Linked DNA regions of Gossypium hirsutum: regions 2 and 3 are each linked to region 1. Evidence: chromatin contacts called from public Hi-C data. All regions are on one chromosome and are shown on one strand. Each heading gives the region's core, a stretch centred on a gene start, on an enhancer-like site or on the middle of the called end of the contact. The rest is flanking DNA. Distances are from core to core; before and after follow the strand shown.

Region 1 (4,030 bases), core at 1,022-3,521:
CAAAATTTAAACTATTTTAATCACCTTGTTATATCATTAAAAACAACAAGGTAAATCTTCTCAATGAAACTCATACATAAGGCAACACCTCGATACATCTGCACACATTCGGTATTTCATAAAAACCATCCCAAATACATTTACCTAGGTATCACCATGTCGCCTTATATACATATACTAGTTATGTGGTCAATTTTTCCGATGACCTATGCATATAACTAATTACACCTTTAATAATATTCACAAAGCCGATTATCCACATGACTACCTTAGCATATTATTAGTTAGCTTCTTATCCAAATTTGCCATAAAGAAAATTAACTCATATCCCCTCAAGTGCATAAGCAATTGCATCCAAAGGACACTTTAAATGCATGTTATGAAGGTAACCGAATGCACATATATTTATACCAAGGCATCATATACTTCAAACCAACTATCAAGGCATAAAGCCGAACCTTCAAAATCAATTATCAATACACGTTCAAACATGCCCTCCTACAAATATACAAGTTCTCCCTTGGTTAAACTAAATCATGCTTTAAGGTTTAATGTTCATCTTTAACACAATTACCACACTTCAAACTAAATTTTCAGCTTCATATATCCCACACCAGATTTTTTTTCCATGCTCAATTTCCATGGCCGAATGAAATTATGCCCTAATTCATGAATTTAAACAACATTGGCCAACTTTCCAAGCTCATTTGAGCCATCAAGCACATTTAGTTTGTTCATACTCAACTAGAATCAATTATCCTCCCAAAATCATCAAACATACAAAATATACCCCATTAAGCTCATGACCGATTGCTACATGCTTCATGAACACAAAAATTTTCACATGGGTCTTGTTGCAAGCTTCAAAACCAACCAAAATTCACAACTTTTCAAAGAAAATAACATGAACCTTACCTTATTTGAAGCCTTCTTTTGCCGAATGCCCTAAGCTCAAAGGTTTCTATTTTCTTTCTCAACTCACGGCAAGAAGAAGAAGAAAATGGCCTTGTTATTTTCACCTCAAACATGTTTTTTCATTTATTTCATTAACTTTTATTATATTCTTTCTCCCATAACACACTAACACAACATGTTTCCAACATGTTTCACCCCATAACATTTTGTCCACTCTCATGCTCATGGCCGGCCACTACTAATTAGGGGGGAAATTGACATGCAAGTCCACCCTTTTTATTTCATGCACTAATAGATCCTTATGTTTTGACCTATCACATTTCAAAAGTGTCACACATAAGTCCTATTGACTAAATTCACATGCAATTTACTAAATCAAAGCTTAAAACTTTCACACATTCGTATTCACATATAATAGTCATAAAATATGATGGCTAATTATTTTTATGACTCGATTTTGTGGTCCCGAAACCACTTTTCGACTAGGGTCAAATTAGGGGTGTCACAATAAGTATAATCATAATTGGAAGTGCAAAATACATATCTAAATATCTATTGTCAAAATTAGCTAACACAAAACACGGTTAAATTAATAATTGAAATAATATCCCAACAAGGCCCACACATAGTGATACTTAAGAATAAAATCTAAATTGAGAAGGACCTAAATTTGTAGTTTATTGGTTGGGTATTCATTTATCATAAGAATAACTTGAATTCGAATTATCATTGTACTAAAGAAAATCTAAACTGAGAACTCAAATATAATGTTTACACATGATAAAACTCAAACTTAAAATTTTAAAATTCTCCTTAGTCTGTTAAGTCAATGTCTTACTAGTTTTAACTACATTTATTCATGGCCATGCAGCTAGCCCAACTTGATTTGAATTATAAAAATATAAAAAATATAAAAATGAAAAGATATTATTATTAGTTAACATTAAAACTAGTTTACAACAATGTTGTTTGAATTGAATTGAATTGCGAATCGATCGGAGTATCAGTCTGGAGAGTGACTTTAAATCTATTAGACTACGAACCGATTGAATCGACTAAAAACTGTTTGAATCAGTGGTTGAACTAGCTAAGAACCAAGTATTTTTAAAAATTTTAATTTCTTTTTAATTTTTAATAAATCTTTAATCAAATCGATCGAACCATTGAATCATTCATTTGGTCGATTCAATCACTAATCCGATTTAAAAAAGTTCACATACATAATTTCGCGGGTCCAAAAATAAGCCTAGATTGACTTTTTGTAAAAAAAATTTTGGGCTGCAGTCCAGGTCAACTCTACCCACTCGTGTTGTTTTGTCGCTTTTAAGCCATGGGCCCTTGGCCATAACCTTCGTGTATCCATTTTTTTTCATCAGTGAAGTTATTATAGCCTAATGAAAAGTCATTAATAACCATTTATTTCTGTATAATTGAGAGAAACCCCCGACGTTTAAATTTACAAAAAAAAAAAAAAACAAAACGAAATCAAACCTATTTATTTCGTCATTTATTTATTCATATTTCCTATCAAGACCCGGCCAGGTAAACAGTTTCCTCCATATTTATAAGTGCGAAACCTTAATTTCAGAGTCCTTAACGCCCCATTACCTATGTTAAGATTACCAAATGCAAATTATATAACATCCAAATCCCTTTCAAAAGAAACATCAAGAACAGCTTTATGCTTACCGCAGGATAATAGCATCATAAACAAAATACAGAAATGGAGAGTAGCTTAGGGTGTTTAGATAGCTGTAGCCACTTACAAAACCCTACCAAACTACGCAGAATATGCAGCAATGAAAGGTATCTGATGAGGCAAAAGTACTTAAGAAGTTATCCCTTGACGATGACCACCAATAAGAAGAAAGAGAAAGGAATTGTAGCAAACAAGTGGTGGAAGGAGAAGCAGATTAAGTACAGCCGGATTCATCATTGGAATAATAAGCAAACAGTGGGATCAGAAGAGGTTAAAAAATCTAAACCCAAATTCCCTGGTTCATCCTCTGTCAAAGCCTGCTTCAAAATGTTGCTGGTTTGCGTGGTTAAAGTTGATGTAGTTTGAATGGTGAATCTGGAAACAAGCGGTTTATGAAATTATACATTCATAATAAGTGTTCAGAGTTCTATCCACATCCACCAAAGAGGGAAAAAAAAGTTAAGAAAACTGTAGATTTCCTACAATTTAAGTAGTATAGTTTGATTCTGTATAATCTCCAAGATTTTTTTTTCTTTGTTTTCTGCTTTATCTGGGACCATGTTGAATTCTATAAATGGCGAAGTCACTTTGGCCATCGTGTGGCGATATTAAGGTCTAATGAAGCACCTGAACAACGGTCATCTACTCAAAATCAACTAGGTGAGGTGATCACTATATAATCACTCTCAAACCATGTTCACTAAGATAAGCCCAAGAGGTCCTACAGCTTAGGATCAGTTAAATCTCTCTGAACAAAATTATATCTAATTCAAGGAGAACAGTACCCCCGGGGGCTTATTGGCTTGGGACCTGGGAGTATTAGCCATACCAATTTAGACTACATAATGAAGCATTTGAGTGAAAAAAAAAAACTACATTATCAAACATTTTAATGAAATCTAAATTTTTATTTGTAAAGTAAATTATATGACGCGTGTTTTAATCTTTTTATAAATCAATAAAAATATATCCATGATGCGATTTGAATCAAGAATATTATGTATATAAAATTTATTTATTTATTTATCATTTGAATTAAAATAATTTCTAATTTTCATTTGAAACTCTAATAAGTTATATATTTGTATATCTATATATACTATTTATTAAGTTTTTTTACTAATTTTATCTCATCCATCAACTAGATCCCAACTCAGTTAGAAAATTACTAAAACCCCATTTTATTTGCAAATTAAGTTATATGATATGTGAATGTTTTCATCTTTTTATATTCTTATATATATATATCTTCTAAATACCTTATTTCTACCTAAATATATAATAAAATTTCTAATTTTATTTAGAGAGAATTAAAAAACAAGTTAATAAAGCTAATCGTGAAAACAAATTATCCATGACAGGTTATGTATAAAAAATAATCTCAAGTAGAAAACCCCATTTCAGGGATGTGTAATT
Region 2 (4,030 bases), core at 1,101-3,600, 220 kb after region 1:
CAAGCGTTCGATAGCATCAAGGTAATTGTTCACCTTAATCCGATCGCGTTTGATTGTTTGCTGATGTAATGGCTTGCTTTGGTGGCTATTGCTCATTCCTATGGCTTTGAATCCTCCTTTTCGTGTTTAGTAATGGAGGCCTGGTTGAAGTGTAGGTTTTTCCTGAGCAGTTCAACTCGGACTTTAGATTGATCGGCTTTGGGGTGAACTGTGACTCTCGTTCAAGTGTACTAAGATTGTTGAAAGCTTTGGCTCATTTGGAGCTATTGCTCTTGTTGCATGTAAACCTATTGGAAAAACATTTGTTAAGGACCCTTCAGCTGTATCAAGCCCTTTCTCAAGAATCGTAAGAGATTTCATAGCAGCCACACTTGGTTTTGATTTTGCCCAGGCCCTGTTTTCACGATCCACATTGGGGAGAGTTGTACAAGTATTTCATCTTCTAAATGTTTATTAACTACTGGATTATTATCTACTTCTTTAGGGATTTTGAAGAAGATCGTGATGTTGAAGTACTTGAAGCCATGGTTTTACCACCACTTGCACGGAAGAACCAAGGCCGTTTATTGATCATTTACATTCAAACTCCTTAATGAGAGTGAGATTATTTAGTTTCCAGGATTCCCAGTGCTTTGATCAAAAGTAACGGGTTTGTAGTAGAAGCTTAGAAAATTATTATAAGAAGCCAACATAGTAACATACAAAGAAGATAAGGGTTTCTCAGTGGATTACTGCAAAGTTTAGCAACACTTGTTTAAAAATTACAAAACCTCAGCCGAGAATAAACAAATTCATACAAGACTTGTTTATGAATCAAGCTGAGCATACCAGACACCAGTGATCTTGACATCCTTTGGAGTCTTGGCACCCAAGTCAGTGTCAGATGGCTGAAGGCTCTCGAACACACCGATAACTTCACCGGTCTCCGGCTTGCTCTTTGTGACGCTCAAGGTGATTTTCCCTGATGAAGATGCAGCACTCTTGTTGTTCTCCTTGGCTAGCTCTTCCTCATCCCCTCTTCCTCCAGCAGGCAAGGCCACTGCATTATCGTACCCGGTTGAGCCACCCCTCCCCTTTGGGTCCAAGAAAGATGAGCCACGGTAGGATGGTACAAGGAAGTCTCCTCCAAAGCTATCAGGTTTGCCTGATGCAACCAATTGCTTGATGGTGAACAGGAAAGGCACACGCTCACCACCAGGAAGCTGAACTGTGACGGCAGCATAATCAATCCCATCTTTCTCCTCGAATTTGACGGTGCCATCGGTGGATACCTCGAAAGGGCCCTCGATTTCGTCAAGGGTGTAGGTTAAACGGGTCATGAGCTTGGTGTTTTGGAACTCAGGAGGGGCATTCTTGTTAACACCCTCAGCCTTGACAGTGAAGGAAGTGGGCTCCAAGCAGAACTTCTTGGCGTAGTATTTGCCAGGCTTGAAGGCAAAAGAGTCGACACCACCATCGATGGTTGGGCACTGGTTAGCAGTTCCTGTTCCTTTGACTTCCATGTATGTCTTGCTTTGGATTTCATCGTAGGTTAGCCGCTTTGGAACTCCTTCAGCGCTTGCTCCCTTCAAAACAAACCAGTCATTGTAACATATTTGTTCAGATCACGGATCATATATGATCCTTATGTATGCAATCAACGATACTTGGTTCAAATAAAAAATCCAAATGATAAAGTTACAACACCATGCAAGCTCATTAAGAATCCTACCTAAGCTACATAAAAATAAATACAGAAATTTGAAGCAAGTGAGAGGCGAGAAGTAAATACCGAGACAACAAGAGCAGATGTAGCAAGAGCGAAACCAGCGAGCTTGGTAGCATCAACACACGTCTGAGCCAAGTCCTTGAGGTCAGTTTGCAAAGAGCAGGTGAGCCTAGCACCAACAGGCTCCAAACCGAAGGCCTTAGAAACGCTCTGGGAGGACCTGAGCAGCACATTGGTCCTTGATGGTGCAGCAACCTTGATTGGTTGCATCAGGGTAGCTGCAGCTTGAAGTGAGACCGACATTGTTACGAACTATTGGAAAACAAAGAAGAGAGAGTTGTTTTAGTGAGAGCGTAGGGGAAATTTAGGGGCCAATTATGTTGGTGGCAATGGTGAGAGTAAAGATAAGGGGATAGGATATGGGAAGTTCCCATTGGTGGATGAAGGTAATGTGTTTGGTTTCAGGGTATGACACGTGGAGATTTTGTGAAATGGGATAAAAATGGGTGTTAGTCAGAGTGGATGATGTGAGGGACTACAGATTTTCTTAAAGTTAGTTCTGCCATACAAATTCCGGTGGTTGCCCTTCCTCCACTGGGGCCATCATGCTCAGAGAGTACTTTGAGTTGGAAATCATTTGGTTAACATATGCTGTTACTCCCTATATTTTGATACAATTTGAGATTTAGTCTTTGTACTTAAAAAATTTTAAAAATTAAATCTTACTTTTTTTTCTTAAAAATTTCAGTGCAATCATCAAAATCACAAGTACTTTCTGTCAAAATATTTTAATTTTTCGTAAGTATTTTTTTGTCAAATTTTGTTAACTTGAAATTCTAATTAGGTTTTTCTCATATGATTGATAGAAAATAAATATATTAAGTCGACAAATTTTGATAGAAACTACCAACAAAGATAATAATTGAACTAGGATTTTTAAATTGAAAAATTAGAATGATTGATTTTTTTTACATTTTAAGTATAGGGACAAAATTTTAAATCCTACACAAGTACAGGGACCAAATAAATTTCATCAGCTTCTGTCGTGTTTGGGTTCCGACTAGGATGTAAAAAGTGTCCAAAGTAGCAAGCCCAACCCAAACTAGAAGAGAAGTAAAATCATAAAATAATGATAATGGCCCATCCAGGTCTCGAACCTGTGAAATTCGCGTTATTAGCACGACGCTCTAACCAGCTGAGCTAATAGGCCTTGATGGCAAATGAGATTTTATTATATAAATCAAGAGGCTACAGGATTTCGTATAACAGTTCAATAATTCATACACGTGGAAAGACAGATTCGTCATTGACGATTATCAACGAGAATTGACATTGTTTGTGGGAAAACCAGTCTAAAATAACCAACCCCTTTCTTTATTCCTCTGCTTAATTTATTCATATATTAGCCCTATCATTTCTCTTAAGGCAGCACCCTCTGACATCTGGCATGCATCCACAGCATTTATGAAGATTGCTGGTTACCTGCAAAACAAAACTTTAAAGTTGTTTCATATTCATATTCAACCAAAAACATCAAGCTTGGCTTTTTTGTCCCTAGCTCGCTTATCATGATCATCATCTTTCCTTTCGCTTTTTCGAAACAACAGGTTTAAATGTCAACAAATAAAAATACCCATTTTCCCAATATGTTGTAGTTGGGTATTGAAGTAAAGATTAGACGACCTCAAAGAGCAACTAAAACTATGACAAGTAACCTCATACACCAAAAAGTCAAAGAAAAACTATAACCTGAAACTGGGGTTGCAGGTTGCTGATTATTGTTGTTGTTTGTCGCATTAGTTGTGGATGGGATGACAACGCCAGGCCATGATCGGCACATGCAGTGTTTTCCCACATCTATGCTGGCATAGAGGGTGGATAGATGTTTCCCACAACCACCCCAAGTGTACTTTCCACATTGCCTGCAATCCACCCTGTAACACATTCTTTAGGAATTTCTTCGCTGGCAAGATTTTTAAATCTTGTACTGATATTTGATGTTGCTTCACATCTCTTTATCCTTCTCCTTTTTCAGTCTTTATAATGAAACCTTTGCTTTGATGTAATCGAACACATTGTTGCATAATTAGCTAAATAGTAAAATAGAAACTTTGCCTGCTTATCTTCTTGTTTGTATCGCTTTGCCTAGTTATATTCCTGTCGTCCTATTCACTCGCAACTATCCTTTCCGCCCCTGTTTTCATAATAATAATAATAATAATAATTGTTGATAGATATGTCAATGCATTAAAAAAGGTTGGCACTGTTTAAGATTCACCAATAGCAACATAAAAGGATAAATGCATGTGGCAATACAAAAAT
Region 3 (4,030 bases), core at 736-3,235, 150 kb before region 1:
TTTTTCTTCACACATTTCAACTGAAGAGCCCAACTCATTTATATATTCATTACGAGAAGACATTTATACCTTTCTTTCAATCTTCATATTTTAGTTAGCAGTTAAGAAATGGATAATGAATTTTAATTCTAATTACCATCTACACTTTTTTATTTATTAATCTATTATTATTTTTACTTCAATTTTTATAAGAGTTAAAATGTAATTTCATAATTGTATTAATTTATAATTTTATAAATATATAAATATATTGTCCCATTTTAAGGGCTGGCAAGTGCCTAGATAATTTTATTTTTTTGTTTAACAATTAAATTATTTAAATAATCTTAAATGTGTATTTATTATATAATTTGATTTTTATGTGTCAATCAAGTGTTATTTTTTAATATTATACCCATAAAAAGTTAAAAAATTTCACAGCGTGCAGAATAACAATCTTAGAAATAAAATATCAAAATCCCCAAAACTGTAATTTCAACCAAAACTTTATTAATTCATGAATGTGCCCTAAAATAATTTTTATAATGGGTTGGATTTGCTTAAAATATTGTTGAAACATTGTGATCCAACTACTTATTTAGGAGTTATCTGGTTAAGTTGATAGGTTAATATTAATATAAAATAAAGTTTTAATATATTATCTTAAATTATGCAGAAAATATGTATTTTTTAGATGAAAACATTAATCATGGGATTAAATTCTTTTTTATTTTATGTTATCTTTTAAAATAAGTGTTGAATTCAAAAACTTGGCCAATCTAGAATCAAATTTGGTTATGCCAATAATCTATTATCTAATCTAAACCCCAACATTTGAACAACAACAAAAAGGAAAATCTAAGCACCACATCACCTTCCTATATCCTTAAATAAATAACATATATTCATCATTTGATGGATAATGAAAATAATTTGGTCATAGTCTCAATAGTTACCTGCATTTTACCTTTTCACGTTCATTACTATTTTAGTTTCAAATAATATTATTTTGTACATCTAAATTATTATCGTTAGCATTAATCGTTATTAAAAGGACTAAGTTAATATGGAATCCACAATCAAACCAAAAGAATATGGTCGGATTACAAATGCTTGGGAGGATTTGAGTTAGAATTAGTCGTGAGCTATAATTATGTTAAAATGTTCAATAATTAAGGGATTAAAAAGTGAAATAAAAACGATTATTTCAAATTAGTTTTAACCATGAAATCTTATTAATTAACTCGTGAAATGGTTTGACTGTGATACTGTGTTTTTTTTTTTATCTTACGGTCACCAGGTGGCAATCGTTAAATCAACTCCTTGACGAAAATTTTGTCACCCAAAGAAAAATAAAAATAAAATGTTGAGGATTTATCGTGAACGCAAACAACTTTAAAGATTTTGTTTATTACATAAATACCAAAATATATGTGGCGACACGTTTGTGTGAACGTTTATAGTCATCCACCCAACACCAAAAAGGAAACTTGATTTGCTTTCCACTTCTGTCTTCGCTGCCGTCAAACACACAGAAATTTTCCCATGTAATCCAAACCCTTCTATTTACTCTCACCTTCTAGATTTCTTCCGCTAATAATGCTACACGTGTTCAACAAATCAGTATTTATGAATTACAAAATGAAAGTCAACATCAGGAAAGGCGCGAATGATAAATTTTCATATGATCTGACGGTTCAAAAGGTCATTTGTAGTTCAAGCTCAACCCTCCACGTGTAGTGTGATTAGCTCATGCTCTTCGATATTTCCTCTCGTGAAATCGGTTCTCCAATTTCTCGTTCCGATAAATTGAAAAGAATCGCCCCTAACGAGATGATTCTATAAGCATGTTTCGAAAATGTAAGGCAGGGAGTAATCTAAAGTGCGAAGTATGTTTTCAAATCTCTCAAATTCTCGCGTTATTTTCATTTTTTTTTTGTAAATTTCTATTTTTCTGTTTATCTTCCCTCCATTGTTGGACCCTATAAAACGGGCCAAAACCTTCATTGATTGTGCCAACACCAAGCGAGCAAAGCTTTCAAATCTTCTAAACTCTATCCCCCCCCACCCCAGAAAAAAGAAAAAAAAAACAACTTTTTGATAATTAGTTAGCTTCTTTAATTTCTAGCAATGGCGTTTAGGAAAACCTTGGCAGAGAAACTTTTTAATATTTCGAAAATTTCTTCGCAAGCTGTTACTAACTGCCGGATTTCCTCACCGACGGTTCAGAAGCGGATCGCAAGAAAAACGGGGAAAGCAGCAACCGGTATGACGGTGGATCCAGGAGATGCTAAGAGTAACGGCAATGGCATGTTCAGGCGGTTTCTTCATAAAGGATCTATGGCTTCACCGCCGATGAGGAAGTTACCGATGGGGGAGAATTTAATGGAGAGATTAAGGGAAATCGATGTGTCCAGGGATCGCATCCGGTTAGACGGGTTGAGCTCGCACTTGGAGGCGAAATCGGCGGTTTCGGAGCTGCCTGCACTGTCGGTTCAGGAAGCGAAGAAGTTGTTAAAGGTGGCGCAGTTGGAGGTGGTGAAAACGAAGCTGAGAGAGACAGGGAAAATCTGGATTTCTTATTCCGACTTTCTTCGGATTTGCGGAGAAAGTTGTTCGGGTCATGAACAAGGATTGCAGTTCGCGAAATTGCTAGATGAATCAGGAACCGTCATCGTTTTAGGAAACATCGTCGTTTTACGATCGGAACAGGTAGATAAATTTTTTTTCTCTATTTATTATCTCTTGAAAATTTATATTGAAAGCAGATAAGATCTTATTTATGTTTTGGCTTACAGACGATAGCATATATGTATACATTAAAATTACATGCTTAACGTGATGGTGATGAAAAGTAGGTCCCGAATTCAGGAATTCACTTATTAGCATTAGAAGCTACCGAAAACTGAATTTCTGGGTTTCTTTTTCTGCTAATTTCAACAGGAATTTTTTTTTTACGACAGGTCTCTAGAAACGTCTCACATTTGAGATGGTTTCTGAGAATTGAACTGGAGGACCCAAATTTTTTATAAATAAATCCCTTGGATGTTTCTACAGTGTGACCACAAATATCACAACTTTTTTTCACAGTTCATCTCCTAGGCTTTTATAAATAAAGCCCTTGGATGTTTCTACATTTTGTTTTGCATGCATATTCTCCAACTTTTGAGTCTGTGGAGGGTGAGGGGTGATGATGGGAGTTATGTTTTAATTGGCAACGAATTGGGGAAGATGTGTTTGGATGTTTAGATTTGAGGAGATGTACGAAACTATTGAGCCGAAAGGTGGCGTTGCCGAACAAGGAAAATGGTTGGTGGAGGAATAGGGGCTGGAATGGCCTCATATGATAAGGATGGGCTTCAACTTGACCTGACATAAGCATTAGTCACTTTTTATTGTTTACTTGCTTTCATCATCCTTCATAGTCATAATTATTGGTAAGAATGAGTCAATTTTTGTTTCTTTCAAGTTGAGCCAACAGAGATTTCCACTTTGTGACTACAGGTAGCAAAAGCACTTGGTGGTCTAATTCCTTTATCTAGATCAAACCCGAATGATCCCAGAAGAAAAGAACTGGCTGCGTTAGAAAAGGAGAAAGCAATAATCGATTCAAAAGCCGATTCCCTGGTCCGTCGCGAACTCTGGCTTGGCCTGGCATTCATGGTGGTCCAAACAGCCGGGTTCATGAGGCTAACCTTTTGGGAACTCACTTGGGACGTGATGGAACCCATCTGTTTCTACGTCACCTCCATGTATTTCATGGCTGGATATGCATTTTTCCTCAGGACGTCCAAAGAACCTTCTTTTGAAGGGTTTTATAAGAGCAGGTTCAGCACAAAGCAAAGGCAGCTGATCAAGGCATACAATTTTGATATCCAGAGGTATAATGAGCTCAAGGCAATGTTCCCATCCACAGTGGAAGAAGAATTACAGGTCTCATCGGCGGCCTCCTTTGATTATTCTGAAAAGATGCAGATTGGTGCTTTGGACCATTGATGATCCGAAACATGTTAAAAAGCAAAAACAAAAAGATGAATACAAAATAACACAA

What was found. A called contact is a pair of places that touch in the nucleus more often than the background predicts.
Region 2: a Hi-C map of leaf shows a contact between it and region 1, with 4 times the contacts expected there. The contact joins the promoter of LOC107913117 here to the enhancer-like site in region 1. A contact is called at or near these places in 2 of 34 Hi-C or Micro-C datasets (both in leaf).
Region 3: a contact with region 1 is called in a Hi-C map of leaf, with 3 times the contacts expected there. The contact joins the promoter of LOC107957431 here to the enhancer-like site in region 1. A contact is called at or near these places in 2 of 34 Hi-C or Micro-C datasets (both in leaf).

Annotation. Positions count from the first base shown.
Region 1 is chrD11:23,222,615-23,226,644 of Gossypium_hirsutum_v2.1, forward strand. No RefSeq gene overlaps it. Among protein-coding and RNA genes, the nearest start is that of LOC121223938, 20 kb to the left of the region's middle. Within about 2 kb of position 2,272, at least 2 of the 9 cell types and tissues checked have an H3K27ac peak or open chromatin away from gene starts, as enhancers often do. A contact at or near this core is called in leaf, where this site is marked.
Region 2 is chrD11:23,441,380-23,445,409 of Gossypium_hirsutum_v2.1, forward strand. LOC107913117 (oxygen-evolving enhancer protein 1, chloroplastic) reads right to left here and starts at 2,351. Exons shown (of 2, transcript XM_016841578.2): 1 at 1,772-2,351; 2 at 700-1,565. The coding sequence starts at 2,011. The coding sequence ends at 807. TRNAI-AAU (transfer RNA isoleucine (anticodon AAU)) reads right to left here and starts at 2,918; the gene lies at 2,845-2,918.
Region 3 is chrD11:23,070,892-23,074,921 of Gossypium_hirsutum_v2.1, forward strand. LOC107957431 (calcium uniporter protein 2, mitochondrial) reads left to right here and starts at 1,986. Exons shown (of 2, transcript XM_016892949.2): 1 at 1,986-2,691; 2 at 3,484-4,030. The coding sequence starts at 2,110. The coding sequence ends at 3,975.